Regions from separate parts of the Ovis aries genome. Here region 1 is linked to region 2. Evidence: chromatin contacts called from public Hi-C data. All regions are on one chromosome and are shown on one strand. Each heading gives the region's core, a stretch centred on a gene start, on an enhancer-like site or on the middle of the called end of the contact. The rest is flanking DNA. Distances are from core to core; before and after follow the strand shown. Region 1 holds the start of HIF1A (hypoxia inducible factor 1 subunit alpha). Region 2 overlaps PRKCH (protein kinase C eta).

Region 1 (7,001 bases), core at 3,931-6,430, 260 kb after region 2:
TTTGGTTTTAAAAGGAAGCTTTCCTTATGATTCATTCTATATATTTTCTCTCCTGTCTTGGCATATCAATCACATCTAAAATAATTTAGTGGTAAAAAAAAATTCAGTGGTTGCTCTACAGTTTACAATATACTTTTATGACTAATCCAAGTCCAACATTATATTGCTTCACCAGCAGTGCAAATACCTTTTACTAGCATTTTCTCAATTCTTCCCTCCTATCCCTTTTAATATTCCTGTCATTCATTTCATTATCTATAAAACATAATCATCAAATATACTTTTATTATTATTTTTCTGAAGAAACTGCTGTTTACTAGATCAACTAAGAAAAAGAACATTTAAAAAATTATTTTACCTTGATTTATTCATTCCATAACATTTTTCTGGTTTTTATGCAGATTTGAGTTTCTAATTTATATGACTTTCCTTCTCTCTGAAAAGCTTCCTTTAACATTTTTCTTAAGGCAGATCTACCAGCAATAAATTTCCTCCATTTTATTTCTCCTTCACTTTTGAATGATAATTTCACTGGCAATAGAATTCTAGATTGGTGTTTTGTTTTTTCCTTTCAACAGTTTTAAATATTTCACCCACTCTCTTCTTGCTTGCTTGGCTCTAAAGAGAAATCCAATGTAATTCTCATCCTTCCTCCTCTAGAAGTAAAGTATTTCCACTGCCCCATGACTTCTTTCAAGATTTTCTGTCTTTGCCTTTCTGGTTTGAACAAACTTTTTGGTATTTATCCTATGTGGCATTCTCTAAATTTCCTGGACCTGTGGTTTGGTGTCTGTCATTAATTTTGGAAAACTTTCAGCCATTGTCTCTTTACATATTCTTTTTTTTCTTCTATATCTCTTCCCTTCCCAGGATCTCCATTACAGTTAGGTTACACCTTTTGTAATTGTCCCACAAATCTTAGATATTTTGTTCCATCTTTTTCATTGACTTGTTTTTTTGGCATATCTTCAAGTTCATTCATTCTTTTCTCAGCTATGTCCAGTCTACTGATGAACCCATCAGAAGCATTCTTTATTTCTGTTACATTGCTTTCAATTTCTAGTATTTATTTTTTATTATTCCTTAGAATTTCCATTTCTCTCCTTATTTTATTCATCTGTTCTTTCATATAGTCCTTTTCCCATTAGATCCAGGAGAATATTAATCATAGTTATATTAAATTCTTGGTCTGATAATTACAAAATCTTTGCCATATCTGAGTTTGTCTTTAATGTTTGGTTTATCTCTTCAATTATGCTTTTTGGTTGTTAGCAAGTCATAGTTTTGCTGTTGAAAACCCTACATGGAATATCAGGTAAAAGGAAGTTAGGTAGATAGGCCTTTACTATGAAATTTATAATTGTTTGGCTAGAGATAGGCTATGCTATTTTTTGCTGTAGCTGTGGTGTCTGAAGCTAAAATTTCCTCTAGTGTCCTTTTTTGTTTCTCTTGTTACTTTTGGATATCCCTAGTAACTCTTTAACTAGGGTCTGAGGCTTGCACTTCTCTTAGCTGTAATCCTCTGTTATTACCCAAGAGTCCTACTGATGTGGTGATATGGCAAGGTGTGGGAGAAGAGAAACATGCTATAGTCCTGTGATTAGGGATCAGCTGTTTTGTGAGACTGAGTTGAGCACTTTCCTTCTCTCAAACTGAAGGCTAAAAGGGGCTGGCATTGGGTGTTCCCTGTTCCCGAACACACATTAGGCTCTGGTAAAATAGTTTCCCTTGAGGATGGATCTTGTTAAGAAAAACAGAATGCTCTGAAAGTATTTCAAAAGGGTTATTTTTCCCTCTAGCCATGCAAAAAGCAAGATATTTTCCTCTGATCTTCACACTGATAATCTCTTAGGCTCTTGGAGTTGAAATTCAAGAAAGTTATGGGGCCCCTCAAAGGCTGAGCCTCCTTTGCAGTTTTTAACTCTCAAGCAGGTCCACTAGAGCCTCCAGCAGTTCCTCACTTGCAGTTTAAAATGCTCCTACTGATATTGGTTGACTCCAGCTGTGATGTTGACCTCAACTTCTGGCTTTTCTTCCTGGTAAACTGTGATCCTCTGGTAAGCTGTGACTCTCTATAACTGTCTGTCTGTCTCTCCCACTTTCAGGGCAGCAGTATGCCTTGTGGCCTCATTTCCCTGGTGGATCTAAGAAGAGTTGTTGGTTTTCAGTTTGTTAAGCTTTTTTTCTTACTGTGAGGATGGATGCTTCCAAGCTCCTTACATGTTGGACTAGAAACTGAAAATCCTTTGACATTCCTTTGTAAATTTATGCTTAAAATACCTATCATAATTGAAAAGTGCTAGTGTCAAAATCTCAGTGTATTCTTATTCTCCAAAAATTCAGACAAATATACATATTTATTTTCTGTTTTGATCCTTGAAAGAAAAGAAAAAGAGACTTTTTAAATGTCTGTTATCTGCTAAGCACTTCCTTCCAAATGATATGCTTTTTTGTTGTTCTTAGAATAGATAAAGATGGAGAAGAAGAGAACTAAGAATAATATTAAGAGAGAATCACTTACTGACCACTAGGTCTTGTTATATAGTTTGATGCATTCTTAATTACCTGAATTTGATGTGTTTCACTCTTTAAAAGGCTCAACACTCTATGTTACTTAGTACTAAAATTTCAGGTTTTATCCTGCCTCCTCCTGAGTCACTGTTTAACTTCCTACTATAAATATGGGTTAAGGGTCAATTGCATCATTTTCAAGTAATCTTTCAGCCTACTTAGAAAGTTCTGCAAAGTGACTTGGAATGAAATTTGAACACTTACAAAGATTAGAGAGTAAATATGATTGTTTGTTAAGGTTTAGTCACATTACAATCATCTAAATGCATTTGTTAGTGGATGTTTATAAAGAGGATAATTTAAAACTTTACCCCATAGGAAATTTTGCTTTTTAGAATTGTTAGTTAACAAAATTGATTAAATTAGGGCATATTATTTAGCTCCTTTTTGATTATGTGAAAACACAAGCTGAATATTACTGCTTTCCTAGTTCACATGTGTGGGTAAACACAAATATACATACACACACATAAAATACTGTATTTTATATATTTTTAAAAGGAGAAGTAAACTCTGAGCAAATGTAATGTCTATTCAAAAATATCTTTGCTGATTGGATTAGCATTCTGCTATAAACTTTAAAAAATGACTTAGATTTGATGTTACAAAAGGCTCACTTTTTTGTTGTTGTAATAAACACTATACCCTTCAGGTATGATCATTGGCCAGAGAGAATTTCTTACCAGTAAAATAAAAAAGAAAATGGTTGAAGATCTCTGCAATCATGCTCATATACAAGTGTGCGAACACTGTGAGCAGTTTCACAGTTGAAAGCAATAATATATGTGAATTTACGTTAACATAATAAGCAGTCTTGGATAGTTAAAACTTGCCAACCTTCGGTAGAAGCCTAAGTAATTACCACTAGCAGTGGCACAAATTTGGAGGTAATAATAATGATAAGAATAATGAAAACACAATCCTGACAATACTAATGGCTAACATTTATTGATGGTTTACTATGTGCCAGGTATTGTTCTAAGTACTTTACATGTACTGTCTCATTTAATCATGCCCTGATTCTGTGGTTTAGACATAAATGAGTAAACTGAGGCACAAGTTACATGACTTGTTAGTAAGTATCAGAGCTGGTACTTTAAGCTCACTCTTAACTCTGGAATCAGTAGCATTAACATCAATCTTTAATCCTATCTCTATGGATTTGCTGATGAGTTAAAAATAGGTGTTATATAAATTGATTTTTGTCTTATCAGAGTTTAATCTATATAGACCATTGTTACCTAGACCATTGTTTTTACATGACAATATAATTGAAATTTACTGATATCCACATTAATTTATAATCTGAAGCCAGATTGTAGCAATATAACTAACAAGGCAAAGGTGAGAAGTAAAATAATCTAGTGTCAAACTGGAGATATGTGTGCAATGCTCCTTTGTTGGACTCAAAACACATTTCTTTTTCATTTCAAAGACTGATAGGCTTGAAAAGTAGGCTTCAAAAGTCAAGTAGTGATTTAGTCTTATCCAGTAGCTTGCAAGGTCATGTTAGCAAACAGGCAATACTGCTGCCACTGAGTTAACTCTGCTCCAGGTCTCCTTAGGTCTTGGTTAAGGGTTTTCCTTCCTTCTTTCCTGTCTACACGGTGATCTCAATTCAAGGTGGTAAGTCTCAAACTAAGGGTCATCTTCCCTTTTTCTAAATCCATCTAAGATTATTTTCTACTCTTTGAAAAGCAACAAGTATATAACTGTCCACCTAAAGCCATTTTTCCTACTCCCCCCCCCCACTTTGAAATTCAGGTTTCTACTTTTACTAAAGTCACTTACACCTACTTGTATTGCTTAAAATAATTTCAGATTTTAAGAGTTCCTGCTGCCTTAACTACTTCCCTTGAGAGGCTTACAGCAAGAGGAAATTGTTTATTTTATATTCGCATTCGTATTTACTCAGGAATCAAACTTCATCACAGAGAAACTTAATAAAGAGATAAAGAGAGTACCCTAGTGTTACATGGCAAAGGGTGCGGTCGGTGACATGGCCTGGTTGGGTAACCTGGCAAGAAAGACCCCACTGTAACACATCTGAGTAGAAGGACCAGGATTTGCTGCCACGACGCAAAAAAGTCTGCTTTTTTGAACTGGGACTTGGCAGAGCGGGCGGCAACCCTGCACAGCACAGCTGCCGAAAAGGGAGCTGGAGACTTGCTGCACCGGCAGCAGGAAGTGTGATGCAGGCTTGAGACCCAAACACCGAAATCCCTTCTCAGCAGCGCCTCCCAAAGCCAGCCACTGCTTTCTCTAGGCGAAGGCGCAGAGTCCCCAGACCCAGTCTGGCCGCACCCCATCTCCTTTCTCTTGCCTCCGCAGCGGCACACAGACGAGCACGTGAGCGCGGCAGCGCGTCCCAGCTGTGCCTCAGCTGACCGCCTCCTGATTGGCTGAGACAGACGTGGGCTGGGGTGGGGACTGGCCGCCTGCGTCCCTCGCCATTGGCTCTCAAGGAACCCGCCTCCCCCTCAGGTGAGGCGGGCTTGCGTGAGCGCGCGCCGGGCTCCGCGGGCGCGCGGTCCCCCTACACTCCCTCCGCGCGCGCCCCCGCGCGCGCCTCCGCCCTTGCCCGCCCCCTGCCGCTGCCTCAGCTCCTCAGTGCACAGAACCGCCTCGTCTGAGGGGACGCGAGGATCGCCCTCGCTGCCGCTTTGGCCAGTGCGTCGGCCCGGGCCCTGACAAGCTGCCCCAGGGGAGGCTCTTCCGAGCCAGAGTTGGACCTCTGCGATTGCCGTCTGCTCTCCCTCCTCTGATCTCACGAGGGGTTTCCCGCCTCGCACCCCCCACCTCTGGACGTGCCTTTTCTCCCCTCCCCGCGTGTGGAGGGAGCCAGCGCTTAGGCCGGAGCGAGCCTGGGGGCCGCGGGCCGTGAAGGCATCGCGGGCACCGATTCACCATGGAGGGCGCCGGGGGCGCGAACGACAAGAAAAAGTAAGCCCACTCCCCTCCGCCGGCCGCCTTCTCCCCCCGGCGCCCCCGCCCGCCGCCGGGGGCTCGCGGGCCGGCCTCCGCGTTCCGGGGGGCCGCCTTTTTGTTTCTGCCTCTCCCCCCTCCTCTCTTTCTCCCCCAGCCTCGCCGGCCGGGCTCCCCACTGTCCACGTCGCCATCTTGTAGTGGGGGGTGGGAGACGCGTCTAAAGTGCTTTCAGGGGCCGGGGGCCGGGGGCTGGGCCCTGCTCGCCTCCTTTCCCGGCAGCCCGGGCCTCGCATCGCCCTCCCTACCCGCCTCAAACCCCCAGCCTGCCGCGTGCCCTGCTCCGGGTGGACTTCCCCCAGCCTGAAAACCCCGGGAAGAGAAATGAGCCGCAGCTTGGTCGCCGCCACTTGCACCCGAGCTTCCGCTCCTTCCCGCCCCCATCCTCTCCTGTTCCATTGAAAACTCGGCCCCGGGGCGGCCCTTGCACGCGGGTCCTGGCTTCGGTATGGGTTCGGGGCCCTGGGTTTCCGACCTAGGAGCTCGCGTGGTTGGTTGGGTGAGATCTTGCTCTGCGGTTGTCCGGCCAGGCGGGTGTCTTTGCCTTTGTGCATTAGGGATTTGCCACGATGGCCTGGGATGCTAACTTTTTCGTTTGCACGTGCAGGTTTGGTTTGGTTTTGTTTTAATCGCGTTGAAAAACTTGTCTAGAGCAAGACTCGGAGTAACGGGAATTTAGAGAAATAGTAACATTTTAATGAGAACGTCGGAATTGGATACCTGTGTTTCTATCACCTGTCATGAGAGCCCAGATGTTATAAGTGAATTATATGCGTCATTCATTCTTGAAAATATCTTAGTGAAAACGTAGCGGGTGGCTAAATTCAGGCAAACACTTTTAATGAGGTTGGGGGGGCGTATATGGGTATGTGATCAGAGCAAACGAAATGCAGCACTAAAATGTTACGAAGTTTTTAGATTGACCCGACTGATTTTTCTGAAATTGAGGTATATTAAAATATACGCAAAGTAAATAAATAACCATCTTGTTAGAACTTAATGCAAGTTTTAAAAACACCTCGAAGTTACAGTCTTAACTGGTACATTATAGGATTAAGAATTGTGAGTCCAACCAGTGGAATTAAGTGCCCCCCCACCCCCGCCCGCCCAACCCCACCACCCCGCCACGTCCCCCCACCTTTTGGTCCACTCTGGTATTTTAACCTTTGAGGAAATTATTTTAAGGAATTGAAGATTTATGCTAAGAGTTCTGGTTAGTAGGCTGGCTTTACTGTTAAGTCCTTGCTCTCTTCTGGGACAGATTAAGTGCCCTAATCAGTATCAGCAGAAGATAAACTTGTTTATGTTCCTGCGATTTTGTGGATTCTTTTTTGGTCTTTCTCTAATAGAATGATAAGTTCTCAGTTTGTATACACCAGAGAAAGCGTGTATAAAATTTAAAAAGTGAGTAAACAGATCTAGACCCAATTCCAAGAGTTGCCAGG
Region 2 (7,557 bases), core at 2,864-5,363:
CTAGCTGTTTTCTCAGAGAAAAGTGGGGTGAGAACTTTGTTCTCAGAGAAAAGCGCGGTGATGGTTCTGGGTTTGAGAACACCCTTGTGAAAAAGGCAAGACTGGTGGGTGGCACTGGTTGTCCACCTGGGCTTCAGGCTCAGCTCCTCCTTGTTTCATGAGCCAGGCAGGACTACATTCAGGGCCGCACCAAAGAGCCGATAGTTTTCTGACATTGGGTTGGATGATATTTAACTGGTGATAATCTTTGAGTCAGACAGCTGACTGACGTGGTCATGCAGTGGCCACTTTAAGTTATTCTAATGAACAACTAAAGTAGTGTCTCCTGCCCAACTCCAGGGGGCTTTTACCTACCCAAGGAAATCCCCATGATTCTATAGAAGCAGTCTGAGGTCTTACAAACAATTAGATGATGTTGTAGTAGAAAAGAAATTAACCTAAAACAGATTGGAAGGCCCATAAATATAGAATATACAATGCAGAATTTTCCAGGAAAATGTGAACTGTAAAATATCCCCAGATATCAGTGTCTGCATGTGATTTCCACAGTGTTCAGCTGATGTATGTGTGTATCATACGTGTTCAGTCGTGTGTGACTATTTGTGACCCTATAGACTGCAGCTGGTGTGTGTATGTGTGCGTGTGTGCATGAAGTCTCTCAGTCGTGTCCAACTCTGCGACCCCATGGACTGTAGCCTACCAGGCTCCTCCGTCCACGGGATCTTCCAGGCAAGAATACTGGAGCTGGTAGAAGACTTTATTAACGTTGGCCATCTATTTTTAGTGACAGTTTCATATATGGCCACAAGGTGGCAGTCGTTACCACAAGGTGATTTTTATTTCTGCACCAGAGAGGAGCTGACTTTGGGGGTTAAAATTTGTGTGTTGCAGTAGATGTCTCCAAAGCAAAGGATAAAGGTAATTTTCCCCTCCCCTAAGTCTAGATGATAAAGTGGTAGGAACAGCTTAAAAGAATCAAGTGCATTTTTCTTATGCTGAGATAAAGATATGCAGTTTTCATATTGCTATAGTTTAAGCCATCTCTCAGATTTGCAAGATATCAGACTCTACATATGCATGTCATTTGCTCTCTGCATCAGTTCATCTGTCAGAAGTCCTCAGTCACTATCCCTGTTTGCTATTGAAAAGCTAAGTATAAAGAACAGAAAATGCCAGTTACTGTGAGAAATTACAGCAGGTAAATGACTACTTTTCAGCAACCAGGTTTGGCAGGCCCTGACATCTAAAAGAAGATGCTGATCAGTGTGTCACACGAAACTGTAACAGTCGCCCCTGCAGAATTTAGAAGGGACCCGATGTGAGACGTGGGAGCCACTCTCCAGCATTTGCATGTCACTTCATTGTGAAGATGCTGGTAGAAGCAGCGCTTCTCTCACTGTCCAGGCCTGCAGAATGAGTGTCTCTGAGGCCCAGGAGAAAGGAAGCAACTTGCCAAGGCTCCCTTGAGCTGAGTGGTGGAAACAAGGTTCATCTCTGGGTCAGGCTGACTCTGGAGTCCGGCTCTGTCCACTTGGTATCTTGTACAACATAGAGGTTGTTGATTCAGCATCTGCTTAAGCCCCTCCTGTCTGCACTGGCTCCCCTCCAACCTGTTGATATGGCAGCAGCCTTGCCCTTGGAAAAGGAAGCTGAGTCCTTCCAACTCTGTTTCCCTCTGTCTGAATGGCTTGCAACTCCCTTAAAATTCCTTTGAGCCCTAGAGTTCTCGTGGTGGAGATGAAAGTGGGATTGCTGTGAGGACCAAAGGTGAGAATGCAGACACGCTCTTGCCACATGCATGACATGGTTCAAAAGTGAACCAACTGGGTATGGTGATGACTGCCTCCTTCCCCACACCAAAACATGTCCTGGGACTCCCAGGGGCCAGCACAGACCCTACATGACAGTGACAATAAGCACTCACAAAATAGGGATTTGGGAGCTCTTTTTGTTCTTGGTCAAAACAAAAAGATATGCAAATTTCAAATATTAGATAATTTATCAAGTTTGCTACATAGAATTATGGGCCCATGAATTATTGCCCCAGATTTCTTTTTTCATAATACATATTACTTGCAAGTACATCATTCCATTGGCATTCTCATAAATTTCTGAAAGCATTGTAAATTCTAATAGTTTGTGAATAATTCGTTAATCTGGATCATGGCTTACAGTCTGGATCAATGCTTATACTCTTGGATCTGTTGATTTTATTTCTGATAACCTAGCCAAAGAAAGCAACATAAAGAATAAGATGTTATGCATTAATATGGTTAATTTTCAGTACATAATTTATACTAGGAAGATACTGGAAACAACCTCAGTCTTCAGCAATGGGAATCTACTTAAAAAATGTACTACTTGATGAAGGTTTTTGGCCAGTAGAGATATGATTGAATATTAAGTAGTGTGTTACTTTCAGAAGCATCTAACATATATGATTTATTCCATACAGTTCTTACATCAGCCCTAGAAGATGGATACAATTATTATCTTTATTTTGCTGAGTGATAAAGTGAAGGAGGAGCTAAATTACTTGCCCAAAATGAAACAGAGTAAATGGTGGGACAAGAGATGGGAGGCCAGGGAATAGTACAGAATTTATGATAATTAGCAGTGTGAATCCATTTCAGGTTCGTCCTGGGAGAGCAACTTGGCAAACCTGTCCCCTCCTCAAAAAAAAAAAAAAAAAAAGCCAGAAAGGAAATGATGCCAGTAAACTATCAGGGACTGTCATGAAGGCAGTGGAATTATGGATGATCTTTTTCTTCTTTGTTCTGTTTGCCAGTTCCTGCAATGTGCTTCTGTTTCTTTGTCGATGGGGTGGGGGGAGTGAGGCCTCCTGAAGCCAGGAGGGCCCAGGTCCGGCTGCTAGCTGGGGTACACTGCCTTTCCCACCCTTTCAGGTTGAATTCGCTTCACACTCCTTTCATCTTAATCAGGGACTGTTGTGTCGGCAGCTGAGCCTGCTGGCATTTATGGCCTGGAATCCGGGTCTCCCCACCCCCAGCTCCTGGGGCTCTCCTTGGCGCTCCTGGAGCCTGGCTGAGAGCTGAGGGCTGAGACCAGGAGGAACAAAGAGGCAGCGGCAGCAGGAGGGGGAGCGGCAGAGTAAATGCTGGTCAGATGCTTGAGCCTTTGTTCAGAGACCCAGTTTGTTAGAGCAAAGGTTTCCATTTGGAAAACAGGACACGCTGTGCCCGGTGCCCAGGCCGCGTTGGAGCCATGAGCACGTTTGTGCGCTGGTGATCTGCTGCCCTGGGCGGAGGAGGCATTACACAGGACCTCCTTTTACAAGGACAGCAGCTGGGTGCTCTTACCTCCCTACTTATGGGGTGTCGTCAGGTGGCCCCTGCAGGGGTTGCTCACAGAGCAGTGCAGCTGGAGTTCCTGGCAGGGGCCATCGCTTTCTTTAAGGGGCCACACCTCAGTGTCCATCAGCAAAGCAGAAACCCTGCCTTTGAAGGGCAGGGTGGCTAGGAATCTTGTGACCCAAGTGCTGTCAGCTCACCTAACCGGTGCAAACTGACCTCAGTGCACGTAAGTCACACTTAAAATATGTCTGAAGATCATCCGGCAACAGGGGTGCAGGGGAACAACCCTGAGTTATTTTCTCTGTCATTATGTTAAATATTAGCAGAGGGGTGTACGTGTCAAAGAGAGACGCACACAGGAGAGATGGGCAGCAGGCTCATCCTGTTGCCCTGACGTGCATTTTTGGAATCTCGTCAGGAGGGGACTGCACTGCAGCCTTCCATAGGCGAGCTCTGGGTTCTCATCCTGGTCGGGCTAACAGCACCCTTGTCTTAAAGAAGGTCCCCTGCCTATTATCAGGCAGGAATAAAGGCAGGTTAAAAGAAAGACCATTTCTTCTTAACCTGTTTGAAACTGGGCTTCCTCCTTCCGTTGAGCAATGAGTGCCGTAAACGCAATGTGGTCTGCTTATGGGTCACTTGGTATAGTTTGCCTTTGGCTCAGATCAAAATAGAAAACCAGCCAGAACATGGTGTTTCCCAGTTGGGCATGTTCCTGACATTAATCATGTTCCCACTGGGGACAGAATGCACATGGGCTGTCTCTGGGCTCTGAATTTCTAGCGGGGGGCGGAGGGGGCTGATTTAGGACCTTTGCTTCTGTCCCCAGAGGCTTCCCAGCTTCCCGACTATCTGTGACTCAATAGGGTTATGAAAATGAATGAGAAATAGGAGAACCCGGAGTTCTTGCTGTTCCTTTGGCTGTCTCTGCTCGGGGAGGATGCCAGAACACTTGGTGGGACCAAAGGGCTTGAAAGGGTTGGCATGTGTTTCCTTTTGAGGTTATTCAGCTGCAACTGGCCTTGTCACTAGCTGTCACCCACGGTGATGACCTAGAGATGGCCTGGACCCCCCAGCTCCAGTGTGTGGAGGCGGTTCACAGATGGTGTGTCACTTCCTTTGACTTGGCCGAGACTTGCCAGGGTCAGACTCGGTCCCCTGTGTGTCTGATGACCAGCGAAGCTCTGTGGTAGGGAGCATTGGTTACGGTTTTCCCTAACCATGCCTGGGAACCTGCCAAACTATGGGTGCTCAGACCTCAGTGGGGCTCTGTTCTAAAGCTCCGGGCTAGAAGTGCCGGGAGTGGCTCCAGGCATGAGAACGTGAGGGGCTTTCTGCCAAATAGTTTAGTGACAAGTCAGCCAATCCAGAATCACACTGATGGAGGGCAAGGGAAAGAAACAGTGTTTGCAATGCTCAGTCTGGCCGGCAAGAGGAGAGTCATACACGTGGCATAGACAGTATAAGGACTGTATTTCCTCCCTGCTACAAAAGGGAAGGTAGCTGAAAAGGAGCTCTGGATTCCGGGGGAAATTTTTACCTCCGGGCCAGTCTTTCCTCAGAAGGGCAACCAGAATAGAAGACTAACAGTCCAACTAGCACCCTAGGGTGGCCTTCGGGTATTTCCCTGGGAAGCTGGGTTGGCCTTTGTCAGGACCAACTAGGACCTTGGGGCCAAGACCTAAGGCAACATCCGTGGGTGGCTGGAGCAAGCCCCTCCAGAATCATGCAGTCTAGAAACCCAACTGCACTGGGTGGAAACCATAGACTGTAATGTCCTCTAGTTTTGAAATACTTGCTTTTTCCATAATTACTTCATCACTGGTCAGAACACAGCTATGTCTATCTCTTCTCAGGCTCCAGGTCGAGGGCCTCTCAGGACAAAGTCAGCTCTGTCTGTCAGTATAAACTTTGCCAGCCTGAAATTTCAGAGACTTGTCCACCAGTTGGTGAAGATCGGGGGTGTTCGTTCATTCGGCAAATGTGCACAGAGTTCCTCCAGGGTGTAGGCCCGGCTCTGAGCCCTGAGGACACGGTGGTGGACAAAGCAGGAAGGAGCCCCTTCCCTCACGGAGCCGGTGTCCTCCTGGGGAATTCGGGACCTGAGTAGCAGGTCCAGAGCAGAGAGAGTCACCCCTCTGTGGTGGGCTGGTCATGGTCGAATTTCTGGGATTACTTTTAGGGCAGGCTCAGAGCAGCCATCTGCTTACAGGGGAGTCCAGGAGAAGTGTCTTGAAGCTGTATTTGCTTGTATATTCCCATCTGGTGCAGGGAATTGAAGACCTGATGGAGATTCCTGGGGGCAGGGAGGGCAACAGGCTTGGGGTCCAAAGCAGGAGGTGTCATGGCTAAGCAGCAGCTAAGCTTACTTGCCACGCTCACTATTGCTGTTGGTACAGAATTCCTTATGCTGCTGGGAAGACTGATCTCTTCCCTGAGAGCCCCACAGGAGGCTGCAGGGACAACATTCCCTGCCCCCACCCCATATCCATGCCTTCAGGACTGACTGCTCCTGTGCAGGGTTTCTTTTCCTGCCTTCTGAAGCCAGAGAGTACCTCGGCTCCTCTCACCAGAGACCCTCCATGCTGCAGCGGCAGAGGCTTTGGCAGGCCCTGTCTCCCCTTTAGGGCCACCCAGGGAGTTCCTGTTTCTGTGCAGCCATCCAGCTTTCAGTATATTTGCACAGCAAAAGAGCTTGCTGTATTTGGAGCTCACTCCTACTCACTTCTTTAGGATGGTCTGTGATGATGTCTTGCTTAGGTCTTTCGAAGGGAGTCTTGGAACTCTTCCCAGAAACTCAATTTCATCCTTATGGTATATGATATTTTCAACATTAAAATGATGTAATGTTTAATTCCCAACCAAAACAAGAGGATAGCCCTTCCAGCAAAATGCCTGCCCTCGTCCCTACATGCATTCCCAATCCTATACCCGTGGGAAGTGCCTTATCCTTGTCCTTCCTGTCACTCATTTCAGATCTCCTTGCAAAGTGGGAAGTAGCCTGTGCCCATGACTAGCCCAGACCTTCTGTGCTAGTGTGTGTCTACCAGTGGTGAAAGGTGGTTCAAAATGAGTTAGACACATCCAGCAAAGTAGGGAGCTGGACCTACAGACTGGTTCAGGTCACTCTTTTGGGAACCTGCGGAATTGAGATCCTGCTCGTAAACTCACCAGGGGCTTCCCTGGTGGCTCAGATGGTAAAGAATCTGCCTGTAATGCAGGAGACCTGGGTTCAGTCCCTGGGTCAGGAAGATCCCCTAGAGAAGGGAATGGCAACCCACTCCAGTATTCTTGCCTGGAGAATCCCATGTATAGAAGAGCCTGGCAGGCTTCAGTCCATGGCGTCACAAAGAGTGGGACACAACTGAGCAACTAACTTTCACTTTCATAAATTCAATTTGTCCCTCTTTACTTTGTCTTCAGGTCAGATCTATAGCAGGAAGTTCCCTCCACATTGCTCAGAATTTTATCTCCACAGCCTTGGCCTTTACCAACAGGTCAATATGTCAAGGAATTAAATGACTGATCCCCTGGGGAAGGGAATGACAATTGCAACCTACTCCAGTATTCTTGCCTGGGAAGTCCCATGGACAAAGGAGCCTGATGGCTACAGTCCATGGGGTCACAAAATCAGAAATGCCTGAATGACTAAGCAATAGCAATATACATATATATATGAAGTTACTTAAATTTACTAAAAATTTTATATAAAATTTAAATCACTTATTTATGTAATGTGATGAGATTTGCCCACTGCTAACGTTGGGGGCAGGATAATCCTTTTTTATGAGAGGGTCGGGGCTATCCTGTGTGCTGTAGGATGAGCGCATCCCCAGCTTCCATTCACTGATGCCAATAGCACGTCCCTAATTATGACAACCAAAGAAGTCTCCAGACATGAACAGACGCTCCTGGAGGGAAAATGTCACCAGCTGAAAACCCCTGCCTTACGTGAGCATCTGGTGGTCCAGCCTATATATGGAAAGTCAAGTAAGCTAGATCAATTTACTCTCTACAGAGGTCCAAGAAAATGAGTCAGATCTTCTTTATAAAAACATAATATTATATCCTTTTTTTTTTTTTCCTGAGTTTGTAGACAGAATTCCTGTTTAGGGGCTGCTAACAGCTGTCAGCAGCTACACTGTGGCATTTGAGGGAACTGGGGCCCTGAGCTAAGAAGAGGAGGTGGAAATAAGGGATCTGTTGAATGTGAGCAGGAGTTAGCAGGCTGCCAGCTGTTGTG

Evidence for each region. Hi-C and Micro-C count contacts between places; a contact is called where the count stands out from the background.
Region 1: a contact with region 2 is called in a Hi-C map of tail adipose tissue, with 3 times the contacts expected there. The contact joins the promoter of HIF1A here to the enhancer-like site in region 2. A contact is called at or near these places in 2 of 16 Hi-C or Micro-C datasets (muscle and tail adipose tissue).

What each region holds. Positions count from the first base shown.
Region 1 is chr7:71,905,833-71,912,833 of ARS-UI_Ramb_v3.0, forward strand. It overlaps HIF1A (hypoxia inducible factor 1 subunit alpha), which reads left to right and starts at 5,181. Exons shown (of 13, transcript XM_027971915.3): 1 at 5,181-5,514. The coding sequence starts at 5,480.
Region 2 is chr7:71,647,903-71,655,459 of ARS-UI_Ramb_v3.0, forward strand. The region is part of intron 9 of PRKCH (protein kinase C eta); the gene reads left to right. Among named protein-coding and RNA genes, the nearest start is that of PRKCH, 150 kb to the left of the region's middle. Within about 2 kb of position 4,114, at least 26 of the 54 cell types and tissues checked have an H3K27ac peak or open chromatin away from gene starts, as enhancers often do. A contact at or near this core is called in tail adipose tissue, where this site is marked.